6 separate regions of the Mus musculus genome follow, and regions 1, 3, 4, 5 and 6 are each linked to region 2. A link is a contact called in public Hi-C, HiCAR-type, HiChIP or PLAC-seq and promoter capture Hi-C data. All regions are on one chromosome and are shown on one strand. Each heading gives the region's core, a stretch centred on a gene start, on an enhancer-like site or on the middle of the called end of the contact. The rest is flanking DNA. Distances are from core to core; before and after follow the strand shown.

The links. Promoter capture Hi-C pulls out the DNA fragments that hold promoters and counts their contacts. Hi-C and Micro-C count contacts between places; a contact is called where the count stands out from the background. HiCAR-type assays count read pairs that join an accessible place to other places. HiChIP or PLAC-seq counts read pairs in DNA pulled down with a chosen protein or histone mark.
Region 1: a promoter capture Hi-C map of pre-B cells shows a contact between it and region 2, with 3 times the contacts expected there. The contact joins the promoter of Ccdc28b here to the promoter of Sesn2 in region 2. A contact is called at or near these places in 1 of 39 promoter capture datasets (pre-B cells) and 1 of 484 Hi-C or Micro-C datasets (B cells).
Region 3: a HiCAR-type map of astrocytes shows a contact between it and region 2, with 2.7 times the contacts expected there. The contact joins the promoter of Srrm1 here to the promoter of Sesn2 in region 2. A contact is called at or near these places in 2 of 39 promoter capture datasets (maxillary cranial neural crest and pre-B cells) and 1 of 115 datasets of contacts at active chromatin or transcription factors (astrocytes).
Region 4: a contact with region 2 is called in an H3K27ac HiChIP or PLAC-seq map of epiblast stem cells, with 7 times the contacts expected there. The contact joins the promoter of Maco1 here to the promoter of Sesn2 in region 2. A contact is called at or near these places in 1 of 39 promoter capture datasets (pre-B cells) and 1 of 115 datasets of contacts at active chromatin or transcription factors (epiblast stem cells).
Region 5: a Hi-C map of B cells shows a contact between it and region 2, with 6 read pairs. The contact joins the promoter of Eif3i here to the promoter of Sesn2 in region 2.
Region 6: a contact with region 2 is called in a Hi-C map of B cells, with 5 read pairs. The contact joins the promoter of Tmem50a here to the promoter of Sesn2 in region 2.

Annotation. Positions count from the first base shown.
Region 1 is chr4:129,622,603-129,625,531 of GRCm38.p6, reverse strand. Ccdc28b (coiled coil domain containing 28B) reads left to right here and starts at 1,624. Exons shown (of 6, transcript NM_025455.2): 1 at 1,624-1,718; 2 at 2,745-2,929. The coding sequence starts at 2,769. Gm34305 (a long non-coding RNA gene) reads right to left here and starts at 2,746. Exons shown (of 4, transcript XR_376684.4): 1 at 2,330-2,746; 2 at 1,779-1,898; 3 at 1-1,643.
Region 2 is chr4:132,509,076-132,512,236 of GRCm38.p6, reverse strand. Sesn2 (sestrin 2) reads left to right here and starts at 1,781. Exons shown (of 10, transcript NM_144907.1): 1 at 1,781-2,173. The coding sequence starts at 2,084.
Region 3 is chr4:135,351,530-135,354,420 of GRCm38.p6, reverse strand. It overlaps Srrm1 (serine/arginine repetitive matrix 1), which reads left to right and starts at 1,275. Exons shown (of 18, transcript NM_016799.4): 1 at 1,275-1,324. The coding sequence starts at 1,304.
Region 4 is chr4:134,851,874-134,854,766 of GRCm38.p6, reverse strand. It overlaps Maco1 (macoilin 1), which reads left to right and starts at 1,422. Exons shown (of 11, transcript NM_025382.6): 1 at 1,422-1,729. The coding sequence starts at 1,650.
Region 5 is chr4:129,599,035-129,601,966 of GRCm38.p6, reverse strand. Eif3i (eukaryotic translation initiation factor 3, subunit I) reads left to right here and starts at 1,319. Exons shown (of 11, transcript NM_018799.2): 1 at 1,319-1,373; 2 at 1,466-1,558; 3 at 2,925-2,932. The coding sequence starts at 1,371. It overlaps Tmem234 (transmembrane protein 234), which reads right to left and starts at 1,287. Exons shown (of 5, transcript NM_029748.3): 1 at 1,236-1,287; 2 at 833-984. The coding sequence starts at 1,251.
Region 6 is chr4:134,913,380-134,916,211 of GRCm38.p6, reverse strand. Tmem50a (transmembrane protein 50A) reads left to right here and starts at 1,296. Exons shown (of 7, transcript NM_027935.2): 1 at 1,296-1,323.

The DNA of each region.
Region 1 (2,929 bases), core at 375-2,874, 2.9 Mb after region 2:
AAAACGTAGCTACTGAGAGGAAACAAAGCTTTAAAGCAGAAGTCCTGAGAAGGACAGACAAGTCATGACCTCATCCAATACTCAGTTGAACCTAGTGTGGGAGAACATGCCTTTAACCCAAAGGCAGAAGCAGACTAGTGAGACAGGTGCCCAGGAGGGTGAGGGGAGAGATGAGGTTTGTGTTTAGGTGTTCCTTAGGAGTTCAGAGCAGACCCAGAGGGCCTTGAGGACCTATTGAAGGAAGGTGTTCACACAGCTGAGTAAGGGGTAGGAAGCTACTGGGTCTGTGCTCTCGCCCTCCTGGGGAAATGCGCATGCGCGCGGCCTTAGTAGTTCCCTAATTCAGCTGGTTTCCTCTAAGGGACACTGTAGGTGGCCTCAGCCAGCACCAGGTCTCTGGGTTGGTTGGGCAGAAAAGATGGAACTGCTCAGCTTTATAGGGGCTGTCCCTTGATTCCTTCTAGCCAGAAGCGGTAGACAAATTGATTCTAAAAGTCCTCCAGTAGGGGTGGAGAGGATTCCTTTCCTGCCTCCGCATCAGGAGCTTGCAAGCGCAAGTGGCTCCGCAAAAGCTTCTGGCTCCTCAGGGAAGCAGCTGAAGGTGGCAACCCCGGGTGCTCCTGGGCCCACTGTCACTTTGATGAACGAAGCTGGCACCCTGCTCCAGCAGCAATTCTGAGAGGAAAGGGACCTTCCAGCGTGCTCCCCTCCCTCCGGTTCTTGGTTGTTTAGAAGTCTTGGATTAGAGTTGCTTCCTAGAGCAGTTTGCATGTTAACAGCACCTGGAAAAGATCCCAGAAGCAACACCTCTGGGTGCCCACAGCCAGGGAAACCTACTGTTGTTGCTAAAGGAAAAGGGAAGATGGATGCTTTGTTGCCTAGGTCGCTTTAATTTGAGCCTGCTGGGCAGCCTGACACCCTCTCCTGTGGCATCGGATGCTGTTCTGGAGATCTGAACCAGACTCCTCTGCCAGATCTTCAAATAGCCTCATTGGTGGGACCTCCCTCCTCCAGCAGCACAACCGCCAACAGTTCTGGGCCAGCCTCCTTCCGGAGCTCTCACGCCCCACCTCCTGCCAGCCTGCTTGGGATCCTATTTGCTCTGGTTCGGAGGTGGGGAGAGGCCCTGTCAGTTCTTCAGCGCTTACAGGCTAGGAGTATCTGGATGTCACAGGACAGCGACCGTGCCCAGGAATGAGTGACAATTGATTATTTTCCGTAAAATCGGGATAACAGTTATGTCTCAGGATTGAATGTACATAAAAGGCTTAACAGGGTGCTGGGTACTGATTGTCTTTGTTCCTTCTGGTGTCCGCCCCTCATTTTCCCGTATACTTATATATTGCCTCTGCCCACACATTCATTTAGCCCCATCATTTCCCTACCACCCCTGCTGCAAACAAAGCCACCACCATTTTGTAAGGGATCCCCTCCAAACGTGACAAGAAAAGGAAATGATTTTAAATCCATATCCCGTAACTAACAGTGCTCCTTTAGTTCTTGTGGGAGGTAGGGAAGGGGAACTGTTAAATCGACGGAAGTACTCTCCTCCGGCTCCGCTCCCAGGGAATCCAAAGAGGGCTACTTTCTCTTTAAATGCAAATCATCTCCAGCCAGCTTAGCTCCCTCCAGCTCCAGTTCCCCTGAGGAGAGAGAAAGCAGGGTGAAGGGAGATTGCAAAGAAGCACTGTTTCACACTCCAGACCCCAAACTTCCAGGTCAGTAGAACCCCAAGGGGGCGAGAAGGGAGTGAGGAGGATGGGGGCGGGGTGCCGCACCTGATGCTTGTTTTTTGAAGCCCGAATTGAGAACTGAATCTTTCCTTAGGCACATCTCAGGCGGATCACAGTCGCTCTGGCTGCCGCTTCCATCAGGTCTCTTACTGGGTCACACTGCTGCTACATGGAGAGAAAAAGAGTTCTGTCTCCCACCACCACCACCCCCCACCCCACCCCCGAGCCCCACTGATGCCACCCAGCTGTTCCATGCCAGCTTAAACGCTTAATGTTCCGATTTGACCATCGCCCTCTCGGAAGTAAAGTGAGGGAGCTGAGACCTCCCCTGGAGAGGACCTCAGCAGACCAGATACCTAGGTGATGGGGCTGTAGGGGAGTCAAGCTAAGCTAATCAAGTCAGAGTTACATTGTTGGAGGTCTAGCCCCTAAAGACTTTCTAACTAGAAAAAGAAGAGACTAGAAGCTGTCCTGGGAACTTCTGGGCAGCCCTGGCATGTGTAGTTGAAGTGAAGTGGAAGAGAGGCCAGTGATGAGCCGGCTATTCCTGGTCCATATGATTGACACCAGGGTATTTCCAGGTGTCCCTGCCTTACCTTGGTTGCACCTCATGCAGTTAGTCAGTATCCGCTGCCATATACAGACCGTTGCCTAGCAAATGGCCTCCTGATCCTCAGCTTGCTCCCCTAGTCACATCCACCCTGTCTCCTGAGCATCTTCCTCTACAGCCCCAGGCTCTGGGCTGTAGTGACAGGAAAACAGCAAGATGACCCTGGTCTGGGCCAGCCCTCTCCAGCAGGCAGATGGGGCTGTCAGGAAGAAAAGGGCTTTGCTGGCCTTGGGAGGTCCTTCAGATGCATAGCTACAGTCCAGCAGCAGGCTGGCATATGACCCTGTACAGACAAGAGGACAGAGCTCCTGACTGATGGACAAAGATACATCTGAAGACCCTTCCTCTCAGACGAAAGAGGGTGCTGAGTGAAGGGATGATTTTGCCCCCTTCCTTCCCAGACCTGAGGTCCAACACACCACCCAATGGAAGACAAAAAGAAGAAACGGAGTCCTAAGCCCTGCCTGACCCAACCAGCACAGGCCCCAGGCACACTGCGCAGAGTCCCTGTGCCCACCAGCCACAGTGGCTCCTTGGCTCTGGGACTCCCTCATTTGCCATCACCCAAGCAGCGAGCCAAGTTCAA
Region 2 (3,161 bases), core at 532-3,031:
TGAAACGTATCTTGGCAGGCCTTGAGGATCCACCTAGAGGTTTCACTTTATTCAGTAGCTGATGAAATAATACTGAAAAAAAAAATGTAGCCTGGCTACTGACATTATTGTTATTTCTGTTCGTGTGTCTGTGTGGTATTGGGAATAGAATCCAAGGCCTTGGGGTCCTAAGTGGACACTGTAATATTATCCTCTATCCTCATCCCACAGAGTATATGCATTTGTTTGTTTATTTGTTTTTGGTTTTTTGAGACAGGCTTCTGTGTAGCCCTGGCTGTCCTGGAACTCACTCTGTAGACCAGGTTGGCCTTGAACTCAGAAATCCACCTGCCTCTGCCTCCCAAGTGCTGGGACTAAAGGCGTGTGCCACCATGCCCGGCTGAGTCTATGTTTTTAAGGAGAAAGCTGAATCTGATATAGAGTTGTTTAGAAAAGAATTAACCCAAAGGGATATTCAGTGGCCAAGGGTATATTATTAGAAGCACGTTGTGCCAGGTGGCATAAGGTAGAAAGAAAAAAAAAAAGTCTAAATGTAGACACTGCCCTCAACAAGTTTATAATAAAAACTTTCAGATAAGACAAATACACAGAATATGACAACACAAGTTACAGTATGGAAAGTATTAAAACACAGAGAGAAAGGTCCAGCCCGAGTTTAGGGCTCTAAGGAGCATGCAGGTGAACTCCCTTCCCTACAGAAGGCATTAGACCAAGTCAGGAGATCACCTTTGGTATCATAAGCCTAAACTCAAGACTATTTCAGGCAGGAACTGAGAGGATTAATCAGCTCCAGCTCTGTCTAGGACTCCTTAACCAGAATAAAGAGAAACTTGAAACGGGAGAGGCCTGAAGAAAAACCGCGAAGGAGATGAGTAGAAGTGAATGGGTGAATCAAGGGTAAAGTGCTGAGATCTGGATGGAAGAGGTGAGTGTAGGGAAGTCATGAGAGTGAATGTCTAGAGAAAAAGAGGGCTAAAAACAGAAACTAGGAGAGCACCCACGTTTAGGGAGTGGATGGAAAAAGAGGAGTCAGAGAGGAGTGGCCAGAGGGAGAAGTGAGAAATAGATCAAGCCAAACACCTAAGTTACAAAGTTTCCATGAGTGCCTGGAGGGTGGAAGGCGGTGTGAAGGCACCCAAGGCAGGACAGAAGAGGGGAAATTGTAGCAATGAGGATTGAGATTAAATTTGAGATTGTCAAGGGTATTTCAGTGAGGGCTTTTCCAGAGACTCCACAAATAAGGTGATTTCCTTGGTTTAGTGTTTCTGAAGGTGCAGATCCCTCAGGGCCTGAGGGGACAGGGTGGTGGCTCTTGGCTTCAAATTTGTGGGTTTTGATCTATAATTAGAAGAACTGGATGTGTGTGGTTAGAACTCTCTGCAGACCTAACCAGTCCCTCCAGGAACTGGAAAGCTGAAGAACTTACTCAGAAGGGATTTCACACCTGGCTGTCTGGCCCAGCCCCGTGAAGTCCCGTTTCATCACGCAGCCCTAATGACTCCTTGGGCTGTCACTCTCATCTGGTATTGCCAGAGACCTGACTAACGCCTTCATGCAAAAGTTTGCAGCATCTGTGCGAGGCCAACTACAGCTCCCAGAGTTCCCAGGCGCTTGTCGATGCTGATTGGACGGAAGGTTGGCTCCGGAGGGAGGTGTCGGCTCCGCCTCCCCGAGAAACAGGCATCTGATTGGCTGCGCCGTGGGACTTTTGTGTCCCCGCCCTCCCCCAGGGACCGCAGCGGGCTGACAGAGCCGGGCGAGCGCTGGCAGTTCCGTGGTGGGGATGGTGAGGAGCGCCGGCTTCCCGAGCAGCGCTGGCCACTGCGGACTTCCGAGGCACTCCGGGCCGTGAAAACCTCTGCGCCGCGGCCAATCTCAGGCCTCCGAGGCCGGCCGCAGTTTTCCAAGCTGGGCTGAAAGGAGTGTCTATCGCCGTAGCGCCGGTTCTCCTAATCCCGAGAGACAGCCCGGGGATCTCGAGCTTCCCCGGCGACCCCTAGTCCCGGCCTCCTGTGCGCGCCCGACCTAGACCCCTCGGGTGTCCCAGGCGCGGACGAGCCGCGGCCGGGTCCTGGCGTACACCATGATCGTAGCGGACTCCGAGTGCCATTCCGAGATCAAGGGCTACCTGCCGTTCACCAGGGGTGGTGTGGCCGGCCCCGAGACCCGAGAGGTAAGCAACAGCCGGGCGAACCCGCTCTCCTCCAGCCACCGCCGAGCTTCGGGCAGACCCGGTCTAAGTCTGGTGCGCTCCCCCCGGGCTTAGGGTCTGAGAGCACGTAAGCTAGGGCTAGGGTTGCATCAACTGCAGCCTCCGCTCTCCCTTCCCCTCCCCACTGCCCTCTCTCTCTTTACCCTCCCCACTACCACCCTGGGAGGGAGGGGGATGCGGAGCCCTCCCTGGCTCCTTCGGACTCCTGGCCAATGAGAGGGGACGCCTTCTCGTGGCTCTTTGGGTTTGTTCTCTGCTAAAGCGAGCGTCTTCAAGTCCAGGCAAATCCCGGCCGGAGAGACCCGACCACTCCTCCTCCCCGCCCCCTTCCGCAGAATCCCTTCCTCTCGGTGGGGGCAGGCGGGCTGGGAGCTCTTTCTAGGATCGGTTTCTGGTCCTGTCGCTCAGCGAAGGGAGTAAACCACCTGGGACTGACCAGGGAAGGTCGATTCCCTTTTTCAGTCCTTACCTGCACCCCCGATCTGGAGACTGGTCCGAGTGCTTTATGGGTCTGGCTGGCGGCCTGATCCTCGGCGGCGGCAGCCTGAGAGAGCTAGGGGAGAAAGCGGATAACCCTTGGTCCCTTGATAGATTGCTTCCTATTAAATTGTTCTGGGGTCCTCAAAGTTTGTTTTGCTGTCTCCTCAGAGCGTAGAGAGACTTCACAGGGAGACAAGGTATAATGCCAGTATAAAGCCCCCGTCTCCCTCCCAGCAGTCTCGATAGTGGACATAGTCTATGTCGTGTATGGAGCACCTACTAGATGCCAGGATATAGGTTTTGTCTGACAAAGACAGCAAATACAAAACGTATTTTAACCCCATTTTACAGAATGAGAAAATTGAGGCCCGAAAGGGACAGAGAGAGGCCTAGCCCTCATTCTCTGGACTGTGTGTGACTAGGATTTTGGAGAATGCTTGGCACTGCAGAAGATACTGATCCTTTTTGA
Region 3 (2,891 bases), core at 26-2,525, 2.8 Mb before region 2:
AGACCAGACTGGCCTTGAACTCACAGAGATACCTAGGGTTTTCAACAGCATCGTTCAGCATCCGGGCCTCCTTCAGAATGGATGCTGGGTGGCAAGGTCAGGAACAGGGCTATCTGTGACAGAACTAGTGCAGGAGTTCAACTCAGATAAGGGACCTTGGGCCTCCATCATAGTGGCATGTGTGTTTCCTGAGGGCTTGGGAGTGGGGTGTGCAGGAAAGAGGACTCTCAACAGCAAGATTGTCCTAAACAAAAGGAAAGCTACTGCCATCTACAGAGACAGAGAAGGCTCAAAGACAGCCTCTCTGATTTCCCTGCTATTTCGATTCATTTGATGATTTTGATGGACGAGACGAACCTAGTCATATCTGGTCTGTGGGCGTTCAAATGGGAAAGTCAACCCCCTTTAAGTAGGAAAGCCAGGAAAAGAAAAAAAAAAAAAATGCCTGGAGACATTCGGGTTTCTACACTAGCACTCCTAGGGCAGACATGCCCACTTCCCGACTTTTCCATGAAAAAGCATTAGAGGTGCGCGTGTCTGTGAAAGATGGAATGTTACAAAGTGGCCCCAGAGAAACTTTTCTGGAGAGAAAGCGCTTGGTGAGCACATTAAAGGGCCGGTTTTGGCCCTCTTCCACTTCCTGCCCTTCGGCGTGGTTTCGCAGCAGAAGCACAGAAAGGTATCCAATGGACACCTCAAGAACAAGCCAGATGCGACGCACATCCGGCGAACACGCGGGCTTCATACGAGCTGACGCTGCAGGCTCAACCCCGCCGGCAACCTCCCAAAACCCACTCCTAGCTCAACTTTCACAATGACAACAACTGGCGTATCGGGCCGCCCCTAAGCAAGCATTCTCTTTTATGACTACCCATGCACCCCAGGACTGAGGCTTCCCCCCCGCCCCCCATCTCCCTTCAACTCCCCACATCCTCCCACTACGGATCAAAGGAAGGATCAACTCAAGTCGCGCGAACACCGCTGATCATGCGCCACAAAAAAAAAAAAAAAAAAAAGATCGGTAGGGTTGGGCGACCCAAAGATTCTCCCTCCTCTTTCCATTGGTTCCAGTCGCCCAGCTCGCCTCCCCTCCTAGCGAAAGGCTGCCGCCCTGGTGCGCTTGCGCATGCGCGTCGTTCTCGTGGCGCACTGAGCAGGCGCAGCCGCAGGCCCGCCGGAGCGGGGCGGGTGTAGCGGCGCGCGCAGCCTCCCGGCGCTGGGCTCCCTTCTGCCGGTCCCGCCCTCCGTCGCGGCGGCGCGGTGCACGCTGGGATAGGGAGCGATCTCCGAGCGAGGCGGCAAGATGGACGCGGGATTCTTCCGCGTAAGTCCGAGCGCGGGGATCCGGGGAGAGGCGAGAGGCTTGTTTGTAAGACCCGAGGGGGAGGCGCTCAAAATCCCGGACAGGACGGCCCGCGGAGGAAGGCCTTAGAGACCCCGAGGGGGTTCGTGGGCAGCGTCCCCCGGCCTCGGCGTTGCGGCCGAGACCGGTGCGCCCCTGCGCAGTCTCCTCCTCCGGGATCGTCCCCCCCTACGCGGCGGTGGCGGTGGCCGGAAAATGGCGGCGGGAATGGGCTGGAGCCGAACCTCACCGGCCGCCTGGCGAGGCCCTGTAGGCCGGGCGCCGCGCCGGCCGCCCGGGCTCGGGGCCTAGCGGAGCCTCAAGGAGGAAGTCTTTAGGGGGAGGCCGGTGGGAAGCCCGGGGCGGCTGCGGGGTACCGGTTGTATGGTTTGGGGCTCCGTCCTGAGAGGTGTTTGAGGAAAGGGGCCTTATTATTTTTTTTTTTTAGTGGCAGCTTTGGAGAAAATGGGTGCCCCCCCCCCAAACCCCGACGTACAGCGTCCACCCTCTGGGTCTTAAGCTTTCCCGGCGGCGCAGGGTCAGAGTTCGTGAGCGCTCCCGCCCAATTTGATAGCTCTTCGGGGAGGGGAGCTTAGATAATTTGTAGTTGGAACATTTGAATCGGAGGCTTTTGGAGTGAACGGTGTGTGCGAGGGTGGAGACAGATTACGGTTGTGACTCCGTCGCGCTTCCCGCTCTTCGCTAGCACCCTTTCCCAGCGGCCCATGTCCAGGCAGGGGACGTTACCTTGGAGGTGGTACATAGATCCCACACAGTAAGGCAGTTTATTAGGTCCACTTTGGAAGGAAAGTAGCTACAGGTCGAGATCTAGATGTATGGGAACGTACACTTGTGGGATTAAAAGTAGCAACAAACCCTTTAGGAATCGCTGATTCTTGTAATGCAGAGTAGAACCTTGTAAGACAGCTTGGTAAAAATCCAGATACCAGCTCTCTGTCATACCACTGCTTAGAGTTTTGCATTCTCTGAATCAAGCATATAGTTTACAGTTTGTGTGCATTTTTAAAGAAAAAATTGGAAGGCGGGGGAAGGAGGAGGGAGATAATAAAGGTGCTTCTTGTATGTGGTTCATGAGAGCTTGCCTAGTATGAACAAGACACTGGGGTCTATCTCCAGCACCTCAGATACTTGCACTACAAACTAGGCACTTAACCTTTGTAGTCAGTACTCATTTCTTATGGCACCGAAGTTAACACTTAAAAACAGTCGAAGGTTTCTTTCACTTGTCAATTGTCTCTTTTTCTCCCCCCACCCCCTTCAGTTTTTGTTTTGCCTTTTCAGGAAGTGGTTTATGTGTGTAGCCTTGGCCATCCTGGAACTCTGTAGTCTGTAGGCCAGGCTAGCCTTGAACTCAGAGATCTGTGTGCCTCTGCCTCCCGAATGCTGGGGTTGAATGAAGACTTGCACCCTGGCCAGGCTTGTCAGTTATTTCTAGTGGAAAGGAGATTGAAGAACTAAAACAAAGCGATATGTCAATTTTCAGGCGAAGATGTCCTTTGAAAAGGACAGGATCTGGAAAATAACCCAC
Region 4 (2,893 bases), core at 173-2,672, 2.3 Mb before region 2:
TATAAAAGGTTGTAACAACACGTAAAACGAAGACTCTGATATGAAACCAAATGTCTACTATGTGCTCGATTCTATTTTATAGAAATAATAACAACTAAGCAAGAAAATTGTGTAAGACATACACTAAAATGCTTCTGCCAGTAGTCAGGAGCCACCAGTGATTTGCTTCCTATGGCTACTTTCCCACACTTCCCCGGTTTTGCTATTTATTTATTTATTTATTTATTTATTATTTGTTTGTTTATATAAATTGTTGGTACATGTTACAGCCTTGGCGGTCTTCACTTCGTAGACCAAGCTGGCCTCGAGCTCAGCGATCCACATGCCTCTGCAGTGCTGGGATCAAAGTGGTGCGCCACCAACAACGCCCGGTAGTCTTTGCCGCTTAAAAACCAAAACCAAACTTATTTAGGAACTGTGTTTGTGTGGGCGTGCGTGTGGGAGGTCAGGCGGCAACTTGTAGGAGTTCCTTCTATCCGCCCACCACGTGGATTCCCGGGTTCGAACTCGGTCCTCAGACTTGGCAGCAAACGCGTTTCCCCGCTGAGCATCTCACTTGTCTTTTTGCCGTTCCGCCCTCACCGGTAAGCTACAGAGCTAGTGGGCGGAAAGAGCAAACGACCGCCTCACGCAGCCTCTGAGGCCGGGGAGGAGCCCGCGGAACCCTCAGCCTGCGCAAACCTGCGGACGTGGAGCCCGGCCACGCCGCCGCACACGCCCCCGGCAGCCCCGCGCGGCGTCGCGCGCACCCGAGGGGCCGCCCCTCTCTGGTGACGCGAACCAGGGGCGGACCCGCACAGGCCCCGCCCCACCACCTCCGATTGGTCGGCGCGCTGTCACCACGTCGCGGGAAGCTGGCAGGGTGTGTGTGAGTGTGTGTGTATGTGTGTGTGGTTTGCTTTGTCATTCGTGGCCCGGCTGACGCGGCCGGTATGGCTGCGTGCTCGGCTGCCCGCAGAAGGGGCCGCGGCGGCGCTCCCGGGACGCCCTCTTACATAAGGACGCGGCTGACTGAAGCACATGTCAGCGCAAGGTCCCCACACGCAGCGCACCACGCCGTTCGGTTCTCACACGCCAGGCGGGAGCCCGCGGCGCCGCGCCACACGGTGTACGCCGACGTGGGCCTCCCCACGGCGAGACGCAGCCCAATAACCGCGAAGCGTACCTTCGCAACAAGGCATAATATAGGATGTTATATTTATAGGGCCTATTTATAAGCCTCTATTTAACTCTTTTCTGATAGGCCCGGCCACGCGTCTAGGCCTTATCCTGATTGGTGTGTCCTTCTGTCCTTCAAAAAGGCGGGCTTAAGGGTCCGTGTTGCCTCAGCGGGCACCGGGATTGGCCGTGCGCGGCGCGGCGGCGCCTTCGATTGGCTATGCGGGCCGTCCGTCGCGGCAAAGGAGGCGGGGCGGGCGGCTGGCTGGTGCGGGGCGGGCGGGCCCCGGAATTGTCATTTCTTTGTTTCCGAAGGCGGAGGAGGCTCGGCGCCCCCCTCCTGGCCCCCTCCCCCCCGGTGCTGGCTCCATGTCTGTGTGACCGGCCGCAGGGGTAGGATTCAGGCCCGACGCGGGGCGGGCGGGCGACGGCGGCTGAGGTGAGAGGCGGCGGCGGCGGCGCGGCTCGGGCACCGGCCCCCCAGCGGGAGGATGAAGCGGCGGAACGCCGACTGCAGTAAGCTCCGCCGCCCCCTGAAGCGGAACCGGATCACCGAGGGTATCTACGGCAGGTGAGCGGCGGTGCCGGGCGTGGGCCAGCGGGTCCCGGGCGCCGCTCGGAAGGGGCCCGGCCCCGTTATGTAACCCCCCGACTAGGCCGCATGCCCGCGCCGGGGGCTCTCCTGAGGCGCGCCGCCCGCGGAGCGCCGGGCCAGCCAGCCAGCCGAGGGTCCGCCCCGGGCCACGGGGTGTGGCGAGGGCCAGGCGGAGGGCGCGGCGGGCGCGGGCGGGAGCCACGGGGCCGCCGTTGGCGGTGGTGTGTCGGGGGGAGGGGCGGCACCCCCGCGGCCCGGAGCCCAGAAGCCCGGGGGTCCCCAGCAGGCTGTGCGCTCGGTCCCCTACCGAGCCCGGGTCACGCTGGGCTCGGGGGTTGGCTGCCCGAGGCTCGTGGACGCGTGCGGCCGGGCGAGCGAGCCGCCAAAGTTAGGAGCTGCCAGGGGCGCGGGACCCTCGGGCTCGGGGCGGGGCCACGCCGGCTACTCTTCTGCGCTCTGCTGCCTCACGGGGTCCCCACCTTGGCTCGGAGCGCCCAAGGCTGATACCCCCAGATCGTGCCGGTGACACCGCTCCAGACCGCGGCTTTTCTCAGTTCCTCAGCAAACATTCTGACAATTGCAAGCAGATATTTTGCAGGGATTCTCGCCCAACTCAGGTTTGGGGATTTTTTTTTTTTTTTTAAATCCTCTGTTCATGAAGGAAAGTGGTGTCCCTTTAAATAGAAATTGAATCCACTTCTCCTGGACAGAAGGACAACAGGTTCATGGGGCATTTCGGTGACTGTCACAGCTTCCCCAAGCCCAATTTGTGTGCGGAGGTTATTTTCTGGAAATGCCTATTTCCGAGGCGAAGTAATTAGTTTACGACAGAGAGTGCTCAGCATGCGGTTGAAGGCTTTACTTGAGTCCTCTTGGCGCCTTACGGTTTAGGTCTTGCTGTGAATCTTGGAGAAAAATACAGGCGGTAGCTGATGACATCCAAGTTGTAGCATAGCTGTACACCTTACACATGCGGTTGTTTACACGTGTGAAGTGGCTGCCCTCCACAGGCAGGTGACTTACCTAACCATGAAGGGGGATTCTTCAAGTTTAAAAGGAGTAAGAAGTCAAAATCCTAGGCTAGATGATACGTAAGGAGCCACGGATCGCATCCATTCATTCAACAAACGTGAATACTAT
Region 5 (2,932 bases), core at 70-2,569, 2.9 Mb after region 2:
GTTACCCAGTTCGAGAGTCCCTGTTCTGGCTTGCACCTTCCCACGGGGGTTGGCATGGTTACAAATGCTCAGGGACCGCTCATGTGTTTGAAGACCCCTTAGAGCAAACAGAGAAACGCATTCAATGTACTCTATTGCCTTAAATGCCCTCTCCCTCGTCATGGCCAGTTCCCATCGTCCCTGCTGGTATAAGGCCTTGAGTGACAGTGTTACCCCTTCTAAGTAGCCCACTCCATGTCCTCCAGCTTCATCTCTCTGTACAGAATTCACACAGTACTATAAATATAGTACCTCTCTCCTTCCCCCTAACCCTCAGAGTAGGGCATATCTAGCTAGCTTACATAGGCAGCCATGGGCAGTTCTCGATAGCTTTCCTTATGTTCTACCCCAGGGCAAGTTGAGCCGAAAGAAAGCTCAACTTGGTGATGATGACCTTAAGAGTAGTCCTGGAGCCTGGCAGTGGTGGCGCCTTTAATCCCAGCACTCAGGAGTCAGATGCAGGCTGATCTCTGAATTCGAGGCTAGTGAGTTCAGGGTAGCCAGGGATACACAGAGAAACCCTGTCTCCAAAAACAAACAATAAGCAAAAATAGTCATTGATTGAACATGTACCCTGTACTAGGCCCAATGCTAAGTGTTTTATGTGTCTTACTTGAGTTCTTATATCAGCCCTATACAAGGGTTATCATTAAATTTTCCATTTTTTTGACGAAACAGACTCACAGAGGATAAATGACTCTTCCAGGAACTTCTAGTGAGTAAGAGATGGGCTGGGAATACGGCCGACCTATGGTGAAATTTTCAGGGGCTCGTCCGTGAGAGCTAGACGCACCTCAGTATTCCCGAAGAGAGCCTTTATCTCCTGCAACAGCTGCCAGGCCCACGTCCGCTCACGCACTTGCTCCAGGCCGGAGGAGGCTCGCTTCAGCAGCGGCTGCGTGCCACCCCACAGTGCGGCCACCAGCACCAGAGCAAGCACCTGCCCTGAAAGCAAAGGGTCAGAAAGTCACCCGGGTCCTCCTCCGGCCTCCTGCACCCTGCTGCCCGGCTCCATCTCCCTCCCTCCCTCTTCCCGCCGGGCTGTGATCGGTCGGGAGGACCCGCCCAGAGGGCGGCCGAAGTGAGACCAGGGTGCGTGGCTCAGCATTCCTGAGGCTCGGGGATGCCAGGAGACTGAGAACAGAGCTCCCGAGCCAGAGTCGGAGCCCGCGGAGGTGGGGGGCCCGGCTACCCACCCCAGGACGCCGCCATGAAAACGCCAGGCCCTTCTACTTCCGGGAGCGAGAGGGCGGAGCCCCCGCATCCGGAAGTCGTCCCTAGTCTTTTTCCGGTCCCACTCACATTGCCTCTCTCCTCGCGTCACCGCCAGGATGGTGAGTTCCAGGCGCGGCGTGCTGCCGTCGGGGGGCCTCAGTAGGCATGGGACGGGGTTCCCGGCACTGACACCCCGGTTCTGTCCCCACAGAAACCCATCCTGCTGCAGGGCCATGAGCGGTCCATCACGCAGATCAAGTATAACCGCGAAGGAGACCTTCTCTTCACCGTGGCCAAAGACCCTGTGAGCGACTGCGTGAGGGCGGGCGGCCGGGGGTCCGGGGCGGGGGGCCCGGAGGGGGCGAGTTCGCGCCGCCCGGACTGCGGGTGGACAAGGTTTACTGCCTGCGGGAGGGAAATTTTTCTGATAAGTAGGGAAAACCAACCCCATACCGCGGTAGGTTGGCGACAGCATTCCGCCAGGGAAATCTGGAAGGGAAGGGTACCTAGCCAGGGAGAAGAGAATCAGGAGACTGGAAGGGAGCCCAGGGACAGGACAGGACAGAATCAAGTGGTCTGTTCAATCCCACTTTGTTTCCTTTGGGGATTGTCTTTTGAGGCATTTGCATTGGAGGCAATAAACTGATAGTTAACAGTGGAGAGTTAAGTCGGAGCTTGAGATCTGAGCCCTAACTCCTGCTCCTACTAAGCAGTGTGACTTTGAACATGACATTTACCTTTTCTATAAACCACAGTTTTCCCTTTTAATAAAACATGGAGACTTTAATTAGCTCCCTCAGCAGAGTGAGGTCATTTCTGTAAATCGTTTTGCACTGTACCCGATGCATGTAAGTCACTTATTTTAAGTTTCATAGACATGGTTTCATTGGAGCTTCACAGCTGCCCTTTGAAGAAAGCTGTTGACAAGAGTGGGGTATCTGTCCATGGTGGCCAGCACACCTCTCCATCCTCCTGCCTCAGCCTCCTGGTCTTGGGAATACAAGTGTGTGCTACCACACACAGCCCCTCCCAGTCATTTTTTTTTTTTAATGTATGTGTGTGTAATGATTTTGTTTATTTTATGTGTATGGGTGCTTTGCTGCATTGTATGTCTACATAGCATGTGAGTGCCTGGTGCCTGTGAAGGCCAGAAGAGGATATCAAATCTCCTGGAACTGCAGATACAGATTGTTGTAAGCCATCATGTGGGTGTTGGGAATCAAACCCAAGTCATCTGGAGGAGCAGCCAGTGCTCTTTAAGCTCTGAGCCTTCTCTTCAGCTCTCCTAGCCATTTAAAGGAAGGGAGCTCTGTATTTAAGATCACACAGTGAGCTAGTGACAAAGCAGTGGAGCCCATACATCCTTACTGTCATCCGGAGTCAATTGAACAGGACCCGAAAGGTTTTTTTTCACACTGCAACTCAGGTTGGCCTTTACCTCTTCTGACTCCAGACAAAAGCACATGAGGATGCTATTGGAGGCCTGGCTCTTCTACAGCTTATGTTAGGAAAGGAGGAGAACCCAGGAGCTGGGCGGTCCTATCAGCTCTTCACTGGTAAATGAGCAGAAGGCAAACCTGGCTTGGCTAGAGCCTGCAGAGGGTTTGTAGTGCAAGCTAAGCTATTGATTATTTTGGGATGTGACCATCCTATCATTTTACTCTTTCCAGATCGTCAA
Region 6 (2,832 bases), core at 47-2,546, 2.4 Mb before region 2:
GGCTACACAGAGAAACCATGTTGGGAAAAAACAAAAACAAAAGCAAAAGACCTGGAGAGATGGCTCAGAGGTCAGAGGTAGAATGTCAACTTAGCATGGGGAGGTCCAGAATAGCAACTAAAGAAATAAATGCCTACATGCACACACATGTGCACACACGCGCGCTCACACACACACACACACACACACACACACACACACAGGGCTGGGGGAGCACTGCCTGACCTTGAGACATTAACCAGTCTTTAGCCAGTCACAATAAACCTTTAATCTCTAGGGCTAAGAAATGTGTCCATTTAAAAATAGGTCCTGGAGTTGCTGGAAAGATGACGCGATGATTCAGAGTGCAGGCTGTTCTCTCGACGACCCAGGTTCAGTTCTCTACACCCACACGGTAGCTCACAACAGCTGTAATTCCAGTTCCAGGCACCTCTTCTGGCCTCTGCCAGCACAGTGCACAGTGGCGCACAGATGTGCATGCAAGCAAAATACTCATCATGTAAAACATGTAAAAGTTAAATAGGTTATGGGTCTAGAACCTGGACTGAGTGGTAGAGCCCTGGGTTCAGGCACAGTCGGGGGGGCGGGGGAGGAGGGAAGGGGGGTTGTGTGGAGGGGGTATTGTATAGTTTCAAATACTAATCAGCTAATTCCCCCTCTCAACAAAAGCTACATAGATTTCATGCTGGGGACCGGAGAGATGATCCCTCCTGCAAGGCAGTGAGCCACCCAACCACCTTCTGTGCCACAGGCTCCTGACTACCTGCCACCCACGTGAACATGAGATGACAGCAGGGCCATGCCAGCCCTCTTAAAGTCACCATCGGGCCGGAAAAATGGCTCAGCAGGTAAAGCAGGTACTTGCTGCTAAGTCAAATAACCTGAGTTTGATTCCTGGGACCCATATGACGAAAGGAAAAGAAGGACCACTCTTGGAGGGTGGGTGATCTGTCTGATCTCTACACAATGACAAGAAGAATACATTTTAAAAAGTGTAACAACAACAACAAAACCAAACAGTACAGGTGGACTGTTGCCTCCCTTCCTTGGTCCCATCCCAGAAGACAGGCTCCACTCTAGCATTTCTCACAGTGACAAGGGAGTCCGGGTAACCCACAGACTTGTCGGCGCGGTGGGCGTGGCCCATAGGCTGCACCCCAGGGATCCGCCCTTCGCTCTCGATCCGCATGCGCACTGACTCGGGGGCGGACCGGCACATCGACATCCGGGAGTCTGATTGCCTGTGGCTGTTTTGTTTTCTTGCAGAACTGGAGTAAACCGAGGCTACCAAACGCGCCGCGACTCCCAACTCCGGACTTGGACGTGAGTGCGGACGGGAGGGCGGAGCAGCGGGCCGGGCTCGAACTCGCGGCAGTGGCCGTGCCCCAGCTCCTGGACGCCGCCGCCGCCGGGGCTGAGATCCCGCGACCTGCGGGGCCGCTTCCTGTGGCGGGGACTCTTCCCCAGAACTGTGGAGCTGGGCACGCTCATCCGACGGTGGCGCGTCGGGGTTCGGCCCACGCGTAACCGCGCCCTGTTCCTCCAGTCTGCAGGGCGGGTCTGCCTTTGAAAATGTCAAAGAATTGTGCAACGAAAAATGGACTCGGGTGGGCCATTGGGGGAACCGACAATTACACATAGTGGGTTGCTTTTCTTTCCAATCATTAGATAAAAACGAGTGTATTTTCAGACCCGAACTCATCACAAAAGTCTATCAGTTTTTCCCTTTAGCTTGTTTAGAGGCGGCTAAAACTGAAATCGCCTTCCTTAGGGAGTCATGTGAGATCTGGGGTGTTCACTGTGAGCGAGTTGTATTTAATTCAGGTTTTATCTGTGAAATTAAGATGAGTTACGTTTCTCCGGCTGGGTCTGCACAGCTGAACTTGAAGGAGGAGGGTTTTATGGGATTTAAGACAATTTCGGCTGACCGTGGTAATTTGACTGCACGTTCTTTATTTAAGTCTGAATTCGTTTCAGGCCTGCCCTTTTTTGTGGGGAATGTACAAACAGCATCAGTAGCAGAGTTAGGGATAGTAAGATGAGTGCCCTTTACAAAGTAATGACATCCGAAGGCAGGCTTGGTGAAGGGACAAATAGTGGAGAAAAAACGAAATAGAAATAAAGCCCGAAGTTGAGCCGTTCTCTTCTTAATCTGGGCATGAAAGACACAGATGTAGGATAAAATGTGCAGATTCCTAGAGGAAGTATTTTCCATCCAAGTTTACATTTTTACCTTAAAACCAAAGTCTATCATGTCCTTATTATTAAAATCAAATAGGAACCTTTAGTAGGGAGCTTAAGGTTTAGAAAGCAGCTGTGGAGGGCTAAGCATCATTGCCCTCACTTAAAGAACTAGTGGACTTGAAATAATAAAATGTGACATCTTTGAGGAGATGTCATTTTTGTGACAGTACATTTTTGTTTAAGGTTAAGGTAATCACCTTCATTCATATTATGTAAATATGCTAAGACCATCCTGATTTTGTTTTGTTTTCTTGTCTTAATTTGTATTTATTTATGAGTGCTGTGCTGCCTGTACATCCGCAGGCCAGAAGAGGGCGCCAGATCCCCCTATAGATGGTTATGAACCACCATGTGGTTGCTGGGACCTCTGAAAGAGCAGTCAGTGCTCTTAACTGCAGAGCCATGTCATCAGCCCCTTGTTTAGTCTTTTTAGGACAGACTGGCCTGAAACTCACTGTGTAGCTCTGGCTGGCCCTCTGACTGAGCCCAGTCCTCCTGTCTCAGCCCGCCAAATGCTAGGATTGCAGGCTGAGGCAGCCACCACCCCAGTCCCAGCTAAAACCAAGTTTTACATTAAACGTAGACTCC